Linked DNA regions of Triticum aestivum: region 2 is linked to region 1. The links are chromatin contacts, called in public HiCAR-type maps. All regions are on one chromosome and are shown on one strand. The core of a region is the stretch at or near the end of the contact, and the rest is flanking DNA. Distances in the headings are between cores, read along the strand shown. Region 1 holds the start of LOC543372 (S-adenosylmethionine decarboxylase proenzyme). Region 2 holds the start of LOC123189673 (psbP domain-containing protein 4, chloroplastic).

Evidence for each region. HiCAR-type assays count read pairs that join an accessible place to other places.
Region 2: a HiCAR-type map of leaf shows a contact between it and region 1, with 3 times the contacts expected there. The contact joins the promoter of LOC123189673 here to the promoter of LOC543372 in region 1. A contact is called at or near these places in 3 of 5 Hi-C or Micro-C datasets (leaf and an unstated tissue) and 1 of 1 datasets of contacts at active chromatin or transcription factors (leaf).

What each region holds. Positions count from the first base shown.
Region 1 is chr2A:601,885,987-601,893,642 of IWGSC CS RefSeq v2.1, forward strand. LOC543372 (S-adenosylmethionine decarboxylase proenzyme) reads right to left here and starts at 2,768. Exons shown (of 3, transcript XM_044602140.1): 1 at 2,541-2,768; 2 at 1,895-2,038; 3 at 234-1,801. The coding sequence starts at 1,612. The coding sequence ends at 434.
Region 2 is chr2A:602,334,967-602,342,664 of IWGSC CS RefSeq v2.1, forward strand. LOC123189673 (psbP domain-containing protein 4, chloroplastic) reads right to left here and starts at 2,280. Exons shown (of 5, transcript XM_044602143.1): 1 at 1,869-2,280; 2 at 1,623-1,726; 3 at 1,426-1,534; 4 at 1,109-1,336; 5 at 706-1,023. The coding sequence starts at 2,178. The coding sequence ends at 959. LOC123189672 (O-fucosyltransferase 38) reads left to right here. Exons shown (of 12, transcript XM_044602142.1): 12 at 502-873. It overlaps LOC123185673 (probable cysteine desulfurase), which reads right to left. Exons shown (of 4, transcript XM_044597515.1): 2 at 6,734-6,935; 3 at 6,122-6,601; 4 at 5,425-6,026. The coding sequence ends at 5,616.

The DNA.
Region 1 (7,656 bases), core at 1,518-4,017:
AGAAATGCAGAAGATAGGATCAGAAACAAGGAAGATAAGGATGAAGAATCAAATAGTTCTCTTCAATCGAAGAAAAGAATCAATTCGTGCTTGTATTCCTCGCGCAGTAGTTTATTCCTGCGCGTACGAGATGATCAGAAGATAGGCCAGGGGAAATGAGCACACTGGTCGCTTGTCAACACACTGCAACTTGGCACAGAGTAACACTAATTATAACAAAATGACACTCGTTATAGGAAAAATAATGCTTATTTATAAGTTCGAGACAGCTTTTCCCCAGAAGTACGCTCATTGTGGCAGACGCAGCAAACCACCTAGAGCTAATAGTTTATTCAGAGAGCAATAGCCTGGCCGGCTGCTTCACAGTAACCAAACGACAAACTGACAGTCAGAACAAATTCCACAGATGGAATAGCGACAGCAAATCATGTCTTCACTCGCACAGCACCGCGCCCTCTTCCAGAGAATCCTCCTCCGCCCGCCATGCGAGGAGGTTGGCGAGCTTGCCTTCCTTGACCAGAGGGTGGCTGTGCACACTCTCGGCCTCGAAGCAGTGGAAGACGGACCTGGGCGACCCGGCAGAGACAGCAACCTCTTCGTTCACGGTAAAGCTCTGGTAGATGAGGACGCCTCCACAGGGGAGCTCCTGCTCCACAACGTTGTTGCAGTCGTATGCCTCGGCGTCGAGCTTCTTGCCCCAGGTGGCGGCGTGGCCGCGGCCACCAAAGATGGTGACCGCCGCAGAGAACTCTGAAGGGCCAAAGCACCGGAGGACCCTCTTGACGATGTCGCCGTAGGCCAGGGCGGAGGCGTCCATGCCCATGACCTCGTAGCTCGCATAGCTGAAGCCGTCCTCGGGGGTCACATGGATGGTGGAGACGGCAGATCCGTTGATGGCGTTCATGGAGTAGCCGCAGGGCTCGAAGTCGAAGTCACAGACCTCCATCTCGGGAATGATGTCGGAGATACCAGAGAGCTTGGTCATCTCCTTGGCGCAGGAAACGTGGCTATCAGCTTGAGTCTTGAAGAAGACAGAGGCCTTCTTCTTGTCCAGCCCAGTCATGCACATCTCCAGGGTGACCATGGGCTGCTCAGGTTGCTCGGTGGCATAGTAGATGTGCCACTTCTGGCCAGGCTTCGCTGGGTCTCCGATCACATAAGCATTGCCGCCAGACTTCAGGTGGCCGAAGTAGCGGTTCAGGACATCAACCTCCTCAGAGAAGCTCCTGTGGGGAGCAGGCTGTGCGCCGGGGAAGATGAACATCCCACGAGAGTACTTCACGGCAGCAAGCGGCATGCACAGCTCTTCAGCAAGCTCAAGAATCCTAGGAATGGTGAGCAGGAGCATGGTAGTCCCACAGGTCTTGATCACAATCTTCTGAGAGTAGATGAACAGGCTCGACTCAGATAGCACATAGGAGTCGAAGTCCTTGTTGGAGAGCTCGGACACAATGGTGCACCGTGCAAGATCAAGAACAGAGTCAATCTGGGCCCTGGAGAGGGCGCGCAGGCCACGACCATGAGGGTCGGCAAAGATTGATGCCTCGGAGAAGGTGATCTCGAGGCGCTTCTCGTAGCCCTCAAACCCGATCGCAGAGGTCGGGGCAGCCATTGTTGCAGTTCGAGTCAGAGAGCAGAGCAGAGAGGAACAGAGGGAGAAAGACTAGAGAACTGGTCGATTATCGTGAAGCAGCAAGCCAGAGAGATTGGTGGGAGAAAAGAGTCAGAATAAAATTGCATAAAAATCCTAAACTACGAGAAGGGGATGCCAAAAACGATATCAGGATGGCTTCTTCGCGCACTGCAGGAAACAAATTCACATGGTTAGCAACAAATCTGGAGATAAAATGTTTGAACAGAAGTGAGACTCTGATGTTTCGTCCGTGATCCTTACGTTCGAGTATGCAGCAGAGAACTTCTTGGCGCCTCCAGCAGGTCGAACGTCTTCAATGCTGTAGCCGAGGGGTGCTTCGTACATCAGGGAACTACTACTGCTAGACTTTTTGCCACCCTTTGACTCCATTAGCACATTCACTAACTGCGAAACGAGAAAAGAGGGGTTAGACAGCAGGTTCTAGCAAACTTTCATGGCTAGATAACTATGAAAACGTTTCTATGCAGTTATTTTCTTGTTAATATCAATTATTCGATGGTTAACATAACATGCCGGACATCATATTGTAAAATCGAACAACGAACAAGCGCCATACGGAACTTAAGTGACTTGATGATAGGAGCAGATTCAAGATTAAAATTAATTTTGCACAATTTAATTTCAAAAGCTTTTCGACGCTGGATTTCGACTTCCTCTAGCAAAACAATAGTAACTACAAGCAACCAGGCATATGAGCATATCTAAAAGAAAACGTCCCAGATCCAGATGCAAACTACTATACCAAGGATCAATTCTCCTACAGAAACTAGCGCACATAATCATACGGTAAAAGGAGCACAGCAACATGACCTAGAAGCCAGAGATCCACAGACTACCGCGGCATAATAAGGATGGGGAATTATTTGGGTTGGCCGAAGAAACTTACAGGTTCCTGGGAAAAATTGTATGGTAACCCCGATCCCGAGCGCGCCCGCTTGTTCCGATTCCGATCTCAAGAATTCCCTCTCTCCCGACACAGATCTCGAGCCCTCCCGACGAGTTCTTCTCTCTCTTTTTTTCTTCTTATCTAGCTGCGGCGGTGGTGGCGGCGGCGAGACGGTGGGGGTGGGAGGAATTCTTGTGCAACGAGTTTGCGTGCGGCTGAGGAAGGAACCCTCGCCCCGGCCCGCTATTTATAGCTCCGCTAAGCGGAGGCGGGCTCCCGTGGCCGCCACGGAAGGACCCGGCCCGCGCGGAGGCCCGTGAGCCGGGTGGACGCGGCGCGGGGCCCGCGCCGGGGTGGGATTCGCGGCTGTGAGCGAGCATCCACGGTGCGCCGGGTCTACGTGGGAGAGGCTGGTGGAGGACTGTCACGTGCTTCTCTGAGGTTCCGACGGTTTCCGCAGCGCGTTGGGATTGACAGCTGGGGGCGCGTGGGATTCGCGGCTGTGGTGCCTCCGGCTCACGGTGGACCGGGCGCGGGGAGGCCTCTCGGGGTTGGGGCGCTTCTGTGAGGTTCGGACTGCTTCCGGGGGTGGACAGGTGGGGCCCACCTGTCGGGGCCGGGATCGGGGCCACGTTCTGGCTGACTCGACGGGCGGTTGGCTTTGAAGATTCGGATGCCCAATAATTGCTCGGCGTGGTTTTGAAGTTTCGTGACTAGACGGGCATGTGCGACTTGTTTTCCTCTACGAACAAGCCTGGAATCTGTTTACCGCGGGAATTTTAACTCCTCGAGCCAAAAACTCTGGACAATACTTCCACCACTCAAAAGCGTATCAAGATTATTCTGTGGGAAATGTTGGGGCTGTTTGATTTGTGACTAACTTAGCCATAGCTTGCCACAATTAAGGTTAGGCAAGTTTGACCAACTTAGATGAATGTTTGGTTCAAGCCACACCTTAGGCAAGCCATACTTGGACCCCACATGGCATACACACAAAAAGTGTGGCAAAATCCCCTTAGGCTTGTCAACTTGTGTCTTTCATTTTGATAAACTAACCTTAGGCAAGCTTGGCAAAAATGTGTGGCAAAGTATGACAATGCTAGTTCTAGAATCAAACAGGCCCATTATCCGCTGAACGTTTCGCCAGGGGCCAACCCCGACGAACGCTCTCAAAACCTCCCTCCAAATTAAACAAACTATCATTGTAGTTTCGCAAAATGCTACCCAAACTCACCCAACACAAATAACACGTCATTTGGGGGTCGCAAATGTAACCCTACTTGGTGAACTGTCGCCGACTATAGGGTCCTATTTTTTCGAGGAGAAAATGTATCACGATTTGTGGTCAACCAGCTGTACATCAGTGAATACAAATTATTCGGCATGACAAACTGTTTACCACGGGAATTTTAACACTCGAGGTTTGCCTAAAAAAACACTCGAGACCCATGAAAGATTTCTGTACAACCTACTATATAAAATAACAGATTTTTAGACAAACGTCCTTCTATTTTGCCAAACACCACCGTTCGGAACCATATATTATGAGCATTTATAGTCGGGCTCCTCAAACGCCTCCTATACTTTCACACGGACGGGGGTCACAACATCGCAACTTAGTCAGGCTCCTCAAACAGGTCCTATACGTCCAGACTGTCTGGAGTGGATATAGGGAGGCCCGGATGTGCCAAGACACGTCTACCACGTCGGATCCGACAAACATGACCCACCACAAACTTCATCAAATCCATGTGACCTAGCCGGACCAGCACTTTTCCTATCCTCTCTCCTCCCTCATCTGCGTCGGCCGTCCCCTAACTCCGTCGCCATCTTGACCCTTGGCACCGCCATCACCGCCACAGACTCCTCACCACCCTGGAATGCTGCTACGGTACGCCTGACTTTCTCGAATTACACCTCACCCTCTATGTATTCGAAAAATTGTTGGAAGGTTTTTTATATTCTTTTGTATGTAAAATGATGGATTCTGATTGTTCATCGGATGAGGAGTATCAAGACAATGAGCTTGATGAGTTCATTCAAAAGGAATTCTTTGACTCGTTGGATTCGGACAACGAAGATGTTGAGATGGTGATGATGGTGATCAACATCCAAGACGGAGTGGAGCACATTCTGAACTTCAAGGGTTCGATCAAAGGGAGGAGAGTTTTGAATCAGGATATCATCGATGGTGCATGGCATCTCTACAAGGACTAGTTTCACCTCAGATCAACATTTCCTAAAATATTTTTTCGTTGATGCTTTTTTATGCACAAACCCTTGTTCTTGTGTGTGGAGGATGGAGTAGATGCACATGATCCCTACTTGAGGCTAAAGACGGATTGTTTCCAAAAACTCTCATTTTCTTTGCAGAATGCATGGTTGCACAGAATGCTTGCATTAGGTACCGTCGTCGATGTCGTTGGTGCAATGGTCTGGATGGAGGAGAGCACGTGCGTTGATACCACTATGACGAAGTTGCGCAGTCGCATGAAGTGCTTCTCAAAAACCTAATTTGTCCTCTCCCGATGAAGGCATTCCGGATGAAGTAGACTACAATGACGGCGCAAGTTGCAAGATGAGGCAAAACCCTAGCTTGTTCTGTTGTATATATAGGAGAACCAAAGACGACATCAATAGTGGTAAATCGTATATATAGGAGAACCACAGACGACATCACCCCGGCCACGAGCCCCAGCCTGGGCACATGAGCGTGTGGCGTTCTCTTTCTCTCTTCAATCCATCACTTAGTGGATTGGAGAGAACCCACTATATAAAGAGATCTCACACCCCCTCCACTTTCAGAGTGGGACTAAACTTTAGAACCATCTCTTGCCATTTTTTTCACGGGTCTTTGCGATTTACTTTAGAAAATTCAATTTTTTTGCATGGGCCAAGCTGTTACTTCTAACACTAGTTCGGGTCTTCCAACCCATTTGCCGACTCCTCCAACCCATTTGCCGACTCCTCCAACCCATTCAACGACACTCTGTACGCTTATGATGGTAGTATGTTGATCTAGTCGGGTCTGTAGCCGTAGTCGCGCAAACAGGGCGCCTAGTGATGTTCGTGATGCGGTCCAACTACATTGTGTCCCGTCTCCTTGCCTTGCATGGTTGGATTTTGGGAAAGTCAAGTTTAGTTGTGTTGTACCCTCTTCGGATCGAGCACCCCATATCTCATTGCTCTCGAGTACCCTCATCGGATCAGTTATTGTATGCACCATTGCTACAGTTCATCATGCCGAGACACCACGTGATGATCGGGTGTGATAAGCTCTATGTTCACATACAACGGGTGCAAGCCTGTTTTGCACGTGCAGAATACTCGGACTAAACTTGACGAGCCTAGCATATGCAGATATGGCCTCGGAACACTGAGACCGAAAGGTCGAACGTGAATCATATAGTAGATGTGATCAACATAGTGATGTTCACCATTGAAAACTACTCCATCTCACGTGATGATCGGACATGGTTTAGTTGATATGGATCACGTGATCATTTAGATGACTATAGGGATGTCTATCTAAGTGGGAGTTCTTAAGTAATATGATTAATTGAACTTTAATTTATCATGAACTTAGTACCTGATAGTATTTGCATGTCTGTGTTGTTGTATATCAATTGCCCGTGCTACCGTTCCCTTAAATTTTAATGTGTTCCTAGAGAAAGCTAAGTCGAAATATGATGGTAGCAACTACACGGACTGGATTCGTAACTTGAGGATTATCCTTATTGCTGCATAGAAGAATTACGTCCTGGAAGCACCGCTAGGTGCAAAACCCACTGCAGGAGCAACTCCAGATGTTATGAACGTCTGGCAGAGCAAAGTTGATGACTACTCGATAGTTCAGTGTGCCATGCTTTACGGCTTAGAATCGGGACTTCAAAAATGTTTTGAACGTCGTGGAGCATATGATATGTTCCAGGAATTGAAGTTAATATTTCAAGCAAATGCGCGAATTGAGAGATATGGAGTCTCTAATAAGTTCTATAGCTGCAAGATGGAGTAGAATAGTTCTGTCAGTGAACATATACTCAGAATGTCTGGGTCCCACAACCACTTGACTCAAATGGGAGTTAATCTTCCTGATGATAGTGTCATTGACAGAGATCTTCAATCACTGCCACCAAGCTACAAAAGCTTCGTGATGAACTATAATATGCAAGGGATGGATAAGACAATTCCCGAGCTCTTGGCAATGCTAAAGGCTGCGGAGGTAGAAATCAAGAAGGAGCATTAAGTGTTGATGGTTAACAAGACCACTAGTTTCAAGAAAAATGGCAATGGGAAGAAGGGGAACTTCAAGAAGAATGGCAAGCAAGGTGCTGCTCAAGTGAAGAAACCCAAGTCTGGACCTAAGCCTGAGACTGAGTGCTTCTACTGCAAAGGGACTGGTCACTGGAAGCGGAACTGCCCCAAGTATTTGGCGGATAAGAAGGATGGCAAAGTGAAAGGTATATTTGATATACATGTTATTGATGTGTACCTTACTAATGCTCGTAGTAGCGCCTGGGTATTTGATACTGGTTCTGTTGCTCATATTTGCAACTCGACACAGGGGCTACGGATCAAACGAAGATTGGCTAAGGACGAGGTGACGATGCGTGTGGGAAATGGTTCCAAAGTCGATGTGATCGCCGTCGGCACGCTACCTCTACATCTACCGTCGGGATTAGTTTTAGACCTAAATAATTGTTATTTGGTGCCAGTGTTGAGCATGAACATTATATATGTATCTTGTTTGATGTGAGACAGTTATTCATTTAAATCAGAGAATAATGGTTGTTCTATTTATATGAGTAATATCTTTTATGGTCATGCACCCTTGATGAGTGGTCTATTTTTGTTGAATCTTGATAGTAGTGATACACATATTCATAATATTGAAGCCAAAAGATACAAGTTTAATAATGATAGTGCAACTTATTTGTGGCACTGCCGTTTAGGTTATATTGGTGTAAAGCGCATGAAGAAACTCCATGCTGGTGGGCTTTTGGTATCACTTGATTATGAATCACTTGATGCTTGCGAACCATGCCTCATGGGCAAGATGACTAAGACTCCATCATCAGGAACAATGGATCTAGCAACTGACTTGTTGGAAATAATA
Region 2 (7,698 bases), core at 1,030-3,529, 450 kb after region 1:
TAAATGAGTCATTTGCTAATAGTTATTTTGTCTCTTCAATCTTCTGACAACTACATGAAAAATATGTGTTGTATGAAGACCTAAGTACAGCAAAAGTTAACCACTTTAGAGCAATTTTTAAGATATTGGGAGGAGAGTCCCCTTCCTACCCTAGAGTTAACTTTTTGTTCTAGCTTGCCTGTGAATATTGATTTAATCATAATGCTTTCAACAACTCTAGCTTAATGCTGGTTCTTCTATGATTATGATTGAGATATTCCTTTTAGGTTACCCATGAGGTTATTATGCATATACCATTTTCTAAATGTTTTATAGTTACTGCTCTTATATCATGCTCTAGCCGTTTGTATATCATGCTGTAGCCATTTGTATTGCTGCATTTCATCAAACCCTAGCAAGTTAGCATATCTTAGAATTATTTGAATGAACTTTGAACTGTTCTTATTTGCACTACATGCTGTCACATATACTCAGCTGCTCAGCCTATATTAGGTGTTTCAGTTCGGCCACTGGAGCTCTAGTGACGCATTGAAAGTTGAAATCACACTCATACTCCATGATGCCTTCACACAAGTCAGGCAAGGGCGTCATTCTTTCGCTGATCTAGATCTAAGAACCCTATATGGAGGCCGGCAAGTGTAGTGAAACAACTCTACATGTATCAGTCTATCAGTTCACTGCCAGTCATGGATTAGACATGTAGGCTACAGCCAAGGAAACTTCAAACATGCATTTATGCATTCAGGTCTGGAAGTTGTTATATGCGCCCTGAAGGCGCCTTTAGGTCTGAATTCTATCTGTAACTAGAAGAGGAAGCTTACATACAATGTTCAATTTCTTCAGCTAGATAATCATCGTTACAAATGATGTGTACTTACCCTCCCTTTACATAACGGCATCCCTCATCTTCTCTAATAATAAAACAGATTACGTGATGAACGAACCCAATGGAACCACCCTAGACTACGCGGAATGATTCTGCTATTTGCTTCAGATCCTTGTAATGCCTTTTCCATTGTAGCCCTGCAAAAATACATAATTCCTTTCCAAGATGAGAAAAGTGACCATAGAAATCAGCACCATATAGTGATAAGGACAGTTATTTCACCGTTTGCAGTGACGCTGAACAGGTAGAGCCTATTCCCAGCAGCCGTAGCTGTGATGAAGATATGGGGTGGTTCCAGCTCGAACTGGTAGTAAGTTCTTCCGGAATACTCTGCTGTGGCTGTGGACAAAACCTTCCCTTCCACATTCTCGCCGATGACCTCCGGTCCAAAGGCGTTGATCACCTTCTCCGGCGTGCCGATCTTCTCGATCGTTGCATCGTCAAGGTCATCTTGGCAGTTTCAGCATGATAGTCAGTACCATGAGACAGTTACCACGCTACAAAATATGCCAGGAAAGAACAGTTTGTTCAGGGCTCACCTGCAAACCTACGAGTGGGCGCTACGATGACAGATAGTCGGCCCTCCTTGGGGTTTCCGAACCGCAGGTCGATCTCTGTGCCACCGAGATCAGCAATCGACACTGGTGTCTAAATCAGAACACATCTTTTGGATCAGAAAGTGTGTGACTGACTATGTTTTGAAAGCTAAATTTCTGCCAGTAGCTCCAGTTCTCACCTCTTCCCAGCCATCAGGAACTTTGAAGCTGTACGGGATGATCGGGCTCCAGCCGACTCCGTGGCCACCAGACTTTTCATCCGGCCTGCGGTATGTTTTCCAACCTATCTGAACAAATTACATCCTTACGACATGCACCACGAGAATATGAAAGGCGTATCTGAAGTCTGATCTGCTCTAAGTTGAACTACCAAGAACATATCACATGGAATTAACAGATGAAGATGGCAGCAAGTAAGAACCAACCATTCTGATCAGGGCCAGAGAGCCCAGGGATCCTCCCTGCCAGCGGGCCCTGCTTGGCCGCCGCCAGGCCATTGCCTGCAAAACCAAGCACCGAAACTCCACAAGCTGCTGCTGCAGAGGCCAGTGCATTTCTCCTCCCTACCAAGGCCACCATCACCCCCTCTCTCTCTTCCTCCTCATGCGATCCTGACAGGGTGGGCCCACCGCTGCACCTCACAACCGCAGGCGCCCTCCCCTTGGTAGGGTGAACCTGCTTTGTAAGGAACAGAGAGGAGGAGGAGCTTGGCAAGAAGAGGGCCAAGCTGCTCATCTCTGCTAGCTAGAAGTCTTCCTTCTGTGTGATTCGGCTCTGCCTGTTGTTCTTGGGAACTGCTGCTTCTGGTTTTGCCTGGAGAGAATTATCTCTCTTTTGTTCGGTTCATCTTCATCATACATACTCCGCGGGCTGCTGTGGGCCGCAGGGGATGAGTGGCCAGGAGGGTTTGAGGGTTGAGACCAAACATCTCACCTTTGCCCTGTTTGTTTTCTGCCGTGCCTGGCTCGAATGGAAAATCATTTCTTTTTTACTTTTGGCTTTGGCTTTGCACATAAAATCTGAGTAAATAAGAGAATCTACAGCCGGAAATCTGGGCTCTCAAATGCCTGCGGACGCGACTGACCGACCAGTCCTCAAATTGGGTCTTCCACATCCGTGTATCTCATATCCGATCCTCTATATCCATACTAAACCATGCAACGTGGATAAAACTATGTAGATCATGAAATGAGACATAAAATCAGACATAGAAATGCATAATCCGTTCACCAAAAGATCACCACCGGATCTTTAAAAGACCGCCAAAGTTTACATAATGCACATAAACGACGGCCAAGTTTAAACTACATCTAAAAACTAGAAATTAAATTTCCTAGTCAAAAAAAACTTGAAATTAAAGTGGAGAAGACGGATTTTCACCACTTCCTTGCTGGCCCTTTCCTCTTCTGGTCGATGACGTAGCTGTAGGCGCCGACGGCCGGTGGAGGATCGTCTGAGTCGTTGGAGGAGGCGCCGTGGTCGTCGCCGTTGTCGAAGGAGTCGGAGAGGATGATGAGCCCTTTGAGCCACTGGACTACCATGTCTTGCTGCCGCTTGAGCTTCGCCACCCAAGCCGCTGCCTCCGCCGCCTCGCGCTCCGACTGCTCAATGGCAAGCCAGAGCGCCTTTGCGTTCTTCCGGCGGAGCCGCTGAGCGTTTGTCTCCGCCGTCGTAAGCGACCGGCGGTAGACCCAAGCGAGAAGCGCTCGTTCTCGTCGGGCTCCGCCGGCAACCCACGGCGACGGTGCATGAATTGCTCTGTCGCGTCCCTCTCCCTTGCATGCTGCCTCTCACGGCGGGCAGCGGGTGCCTCTGATTCCAGCGTGCGCGTCCGAGCGGACGGGACGGGCATAAGCACCCACCGCCGCCCTTGCGGAGCAGCAGCCGACGTGATAGGGGACTGCAGTGGGGACTGCAGTGCAGACTGCCCAACCCTCGCAGAGCTGCGCGCGGGCTGGGATAGCCCAGCTCCAGCGTCCGCACCGCGTCGGCGGGGGAGAGGCGAGGCGGCAGATCTGAAAATGCCCCCTGTGTCCACCTTTGACCTCGTGAGGGCAATGCTAAGGGCTAACTCCTCGTCGACGTCGAGGTCGGAGTCGGAGCGGCTGCCAGCGCTCGACATGGTTGTCGGAGTTGTCGGAGTGGATCAGAATCAGAGAAATCAAAGTAGGTGGAGAAGAAGAGACAAAGCGAGAGCGGAGTGAACTGAGCTATGGTTTTCGGGTTGGGGTGGATTGGTGGTTTTTGTGGGGACGGAGTGGGATCGGGGTGGGCTGAGCTAACATGGCGGACAGGCCCATACTGTCAATATCGGCCCTATATTTGGGTGGGATATGAGAGGCGCCGGACAGTCAAGCGTTTGAAGCCGGTTTAAGGCGCCCACTTGGGTCAGTTTTTTTGGCCGGCCAATGACTGTGCCGTCCGTCCAGGTGTTTGAGATGAGTTGGGGTGCCTATAGATGCTCTAATGAAACGAACAATTATCAACAGAGCAGGATGTGCCGTGCTTCCTTGAGGCAACTTCCAATCAACATTGTCAGTCAAAAACAACTTTTTTCTGAATATATGGTAGATCAGAAAATGAACCACACGCCAAGAGCCCAAGAAAAAGAACATTCTGGCAGTTGCAGGAACATGCCACGACGGTCACACGCATGCTAATTAATCAATTAATTTCTCTGGAAGAATACAGGTACTGTGCAGCGCAATCCACATGCCATATCTTGCTGACAGGTGACATGGCGACGTCCTAGCTACACGTTCTTCCCCGATTCACCAGTCGTATATACGCCGTACGTCGCCGCGTAGACCGGCTGGATTTGAAAATCTTCGTTTGCAAACTAAAAGACCTGTTTACTTGTCGGTATGCCAATGATTTAGTTTATCTTAGTACTACTTGCGCTATCACTAGTCATATGTGCTGATTTTGCGCGTCCCTCCTTTGTTTTATCAAGAATGGTATCCACTTCCGACTTCTCCAGAATCTTTGTACGTGCGTGCATGCGTGCGTATGCCTCTATGACCAACGTGCACCCGGCTGGAATTCCTCAATTCCTCCAGGAATAGGAACGCGGGATGCCGGCCAGAGGGTCGCGGTCTTCACAAATTCCCTCGCGACTGTTCCTGGGGTTCAGATTGATCAGCGCGACAGCGAAATCTGCAAGGACGCGAAGAAAAACGGGGTTGGCACCGCCGTACCGCATGCGATCACTATCGCATCCCTTGAACGTTTTGCCGGAAAAACCTCACATTCTGTCATCCTGTACCCGCAGCACGGTCGCATTCATAATTCATATCGCATTTGCCTGGCAGAGGAGTGTGCAGACAGCGTCCGCCACAGTGCCGTTCCGGCTAACCAATGAACGTAAGCTGTCAGAGATGATGCTCCGTTGCTACATGCCTGCTACAGTACATCCCTTTCGCTGTATGCACCGGGATTTATTCTTTGGATGCGCCGTTTCAGGTCCATTCCGGCAAGGAGAGCGCAATTAATTTGTTCGTGTCGCTGTTCAGTTGGCTCTGAATGATCACATGAATCAATGTGCATGCTTATCTATCAATGTACTATCATGCTTGACCATTCGGAAAATCGACCGGCCATCGCGCCGGCGGTGCCTATGCAAAATCAAATTTCGATAGCCTTCGAGCATGAAGTGCGAATTCTTAGGTCGCGATCATTGCACACTGGTAATTAATCGAGCTGCCAGTTGGCACAACTATCATTATTGGTCCAGAGTCTGGAAGCAAAACAGTTAAATCAGCTGGTACAACAGAGTGTAGATTGAGGACATCATTTACTATGTGCAATGTAGTTAGCCGAAATTATGTTGCCCCGCAAAATGGTAAAATGGTACTACGTCGTAAGAAAGAAAATCTCGAGTTACCGTGTGAAACACACCGAAACATAGCCTTTTACTTCTCTTATAAAAACAAAAAAAAGGCCTTTTTTAGTTTTACAATGAGAAATAAATAGACCAGCACATACAAAATTGTTCTGATATAGAAAACAACATTTCCATACATTGTCATCCATCTTATTTACACATTTTTTTTCTAGTGTGTTAAAAGGGCAGCTTATCACCGCAACTCGGGCTAATGCTCGGATATCAAGAACAAACTAACAGTGGTAACTGGCGAGATGCTCTACCAAAGTTACATTATGTATCTATAGTTCTATATATGGAAAAGAACTAAGGCAGGGTCTACCCCTTTTGGAATGCTGGCAATCTGATTACTAATGTCCGGCATGGATAGTGCAATTTTCTTGGCACTCTCCAAGTAGCTTTGGAACTTCTTATGATTGACCTCAGGCTTGTCCATCTTATCTGCAAGCTTTGGCTGTTCATTTTCGTGCTTCAATGGTTCTATGCCAAGAGACAATTCCTCCCTCATGAGCTGGTACTTGACTGCCTGTTTCCGAAAGGTCCAGTTGCCAGTGATCCAGTCGAATTTGTACAAAGAGAGGAAGCGGTGTCCATATGTCGCTATGAACTCGATGGCTGAAAGTATGAATTTAAACTCCTCCGTGGAGAGGTAGTAACTAAAGCTCAACCTGGTCCATCCTGGCTTCAGTCCACTGTAACCCTGAAATTTTTGTGATGGCAAATAGTAACATTAGTACCTTGTACTAAAACAAGCAAGCTGGCTGTTTTGACCATTCATTCTAAAGTTTGTGGTACCTCAAGGACAGCAGACCGAATGCGAAGTGAGAGCTCGTCGTCGACATCAAGCAAGATGTGACCATAGGGACCTGCACAAGCACAACCTCCCCTCGCCTGGATGCCAAAAAGATCGTTCAAAAGCCTAGTCACAAAACGACCGTGGAGGGGTAGTTGCTTGCGTCTCATCGTCTCCAATGGTTTATCGCAGCCAGGCTCACCAAAATCATCAAATGGCTTCTTTGTCATGATCACTGATGGGTAGATTAGGAATGAGAAGATTGGTAGACGATGGGCACTTGTGTTGCCTAGCACCCTAACATTTGGATTATGGGCAAGCCTTTTCATTGCCACCTCTGAGAACACTCGCTCACGAAGGTCCATCGTGTCATAACCAACATACTCCTTCACCCAAAATGCAAGTGATGCACGGATCTTTTGTAATATCGGCGGTGTGCCAGCATCCTCCCGCTCCTCGATATCATCGTAGTACAATGTATCCTGCACATATCATACCATTAGTTATTTATATTATTAATTATAGCAATACCACGAACTATATATGGTACACAACACAAATACCGCACATATCACACGAAGTACTTGACACTGATACTTAATTTGTTTGCTCACCTCCTCATTGAAGCCATTGACATAGGCCACTGTGCCACCTCCGCACGTCGAGGGAGGCTGAGAATTGAGCCTATACAGTGATTTGTTCATCAAAAGGATGCCCGGCGTGCCAGGCCCCCCAACAAATTTGTGAGGGCTCAAGAAAACGGCGTCGTACCCATCGACTTCACCAGACTTCATATCAATCTTGACATAGGGTCCACTGCACAAAGGAGGATAGTAATTTAAGTTTCTGGACGTAGTTTGTTGGTTAACACATAAAATAGTAGAAATTAAATGAAGCACCAGTTGGAATGCCGACAAGTTAGAAATTCAACATGGTAAGACAATAGGATATGTAATGTTTCCAAAGGGTCTGTAAAGTCAAAATATTTTGTTGTCATGGTGCTCTATTGTAATTATTAACTAGGCTTTTTACCAGCTAATTTCCACCTCTGGTACTAAAAAACAATCAGCTTGCTTCAACACGCAAGCAACATTGACCATGTAGTCACAGTTGATCTTGCATTTGCCAAGTATATAAATCAGCACATAACATAAGTCAATGTGAGATCATGTTTGAACTAGTGTTTGGATCAGTTCTGGTGCTATCGTGTGCGTGTCGTGCCCATTATTTTAATGCAAAGGAGTAGAAAAAAGTAGCTATAGTGCTGACAAGGCAAGTGTGACCAACGTTCAAGAAATCCTGTAGGTCATTGATCGTTACATCAGCTGTTTTTTTAGTTGTTTATTTTCTTGTTATGTATGCATGCAGAAACAAACAGCAATTTTGAATTAAAGAAAGTAGGACTACCTTAGAAAAACGGCGGTAATTTCTTCTGCGGTTATCTTTGAATTTTTTTATTTTAAGATTCCGGAGTAGGTTCGACAATAACAACACATGAACTATGTAGTTTCGAAAGAAGTATATATGAATTTTATAGAAAATATTTATCCAGTCTATGTAGGAGCATAAAAGAACATAT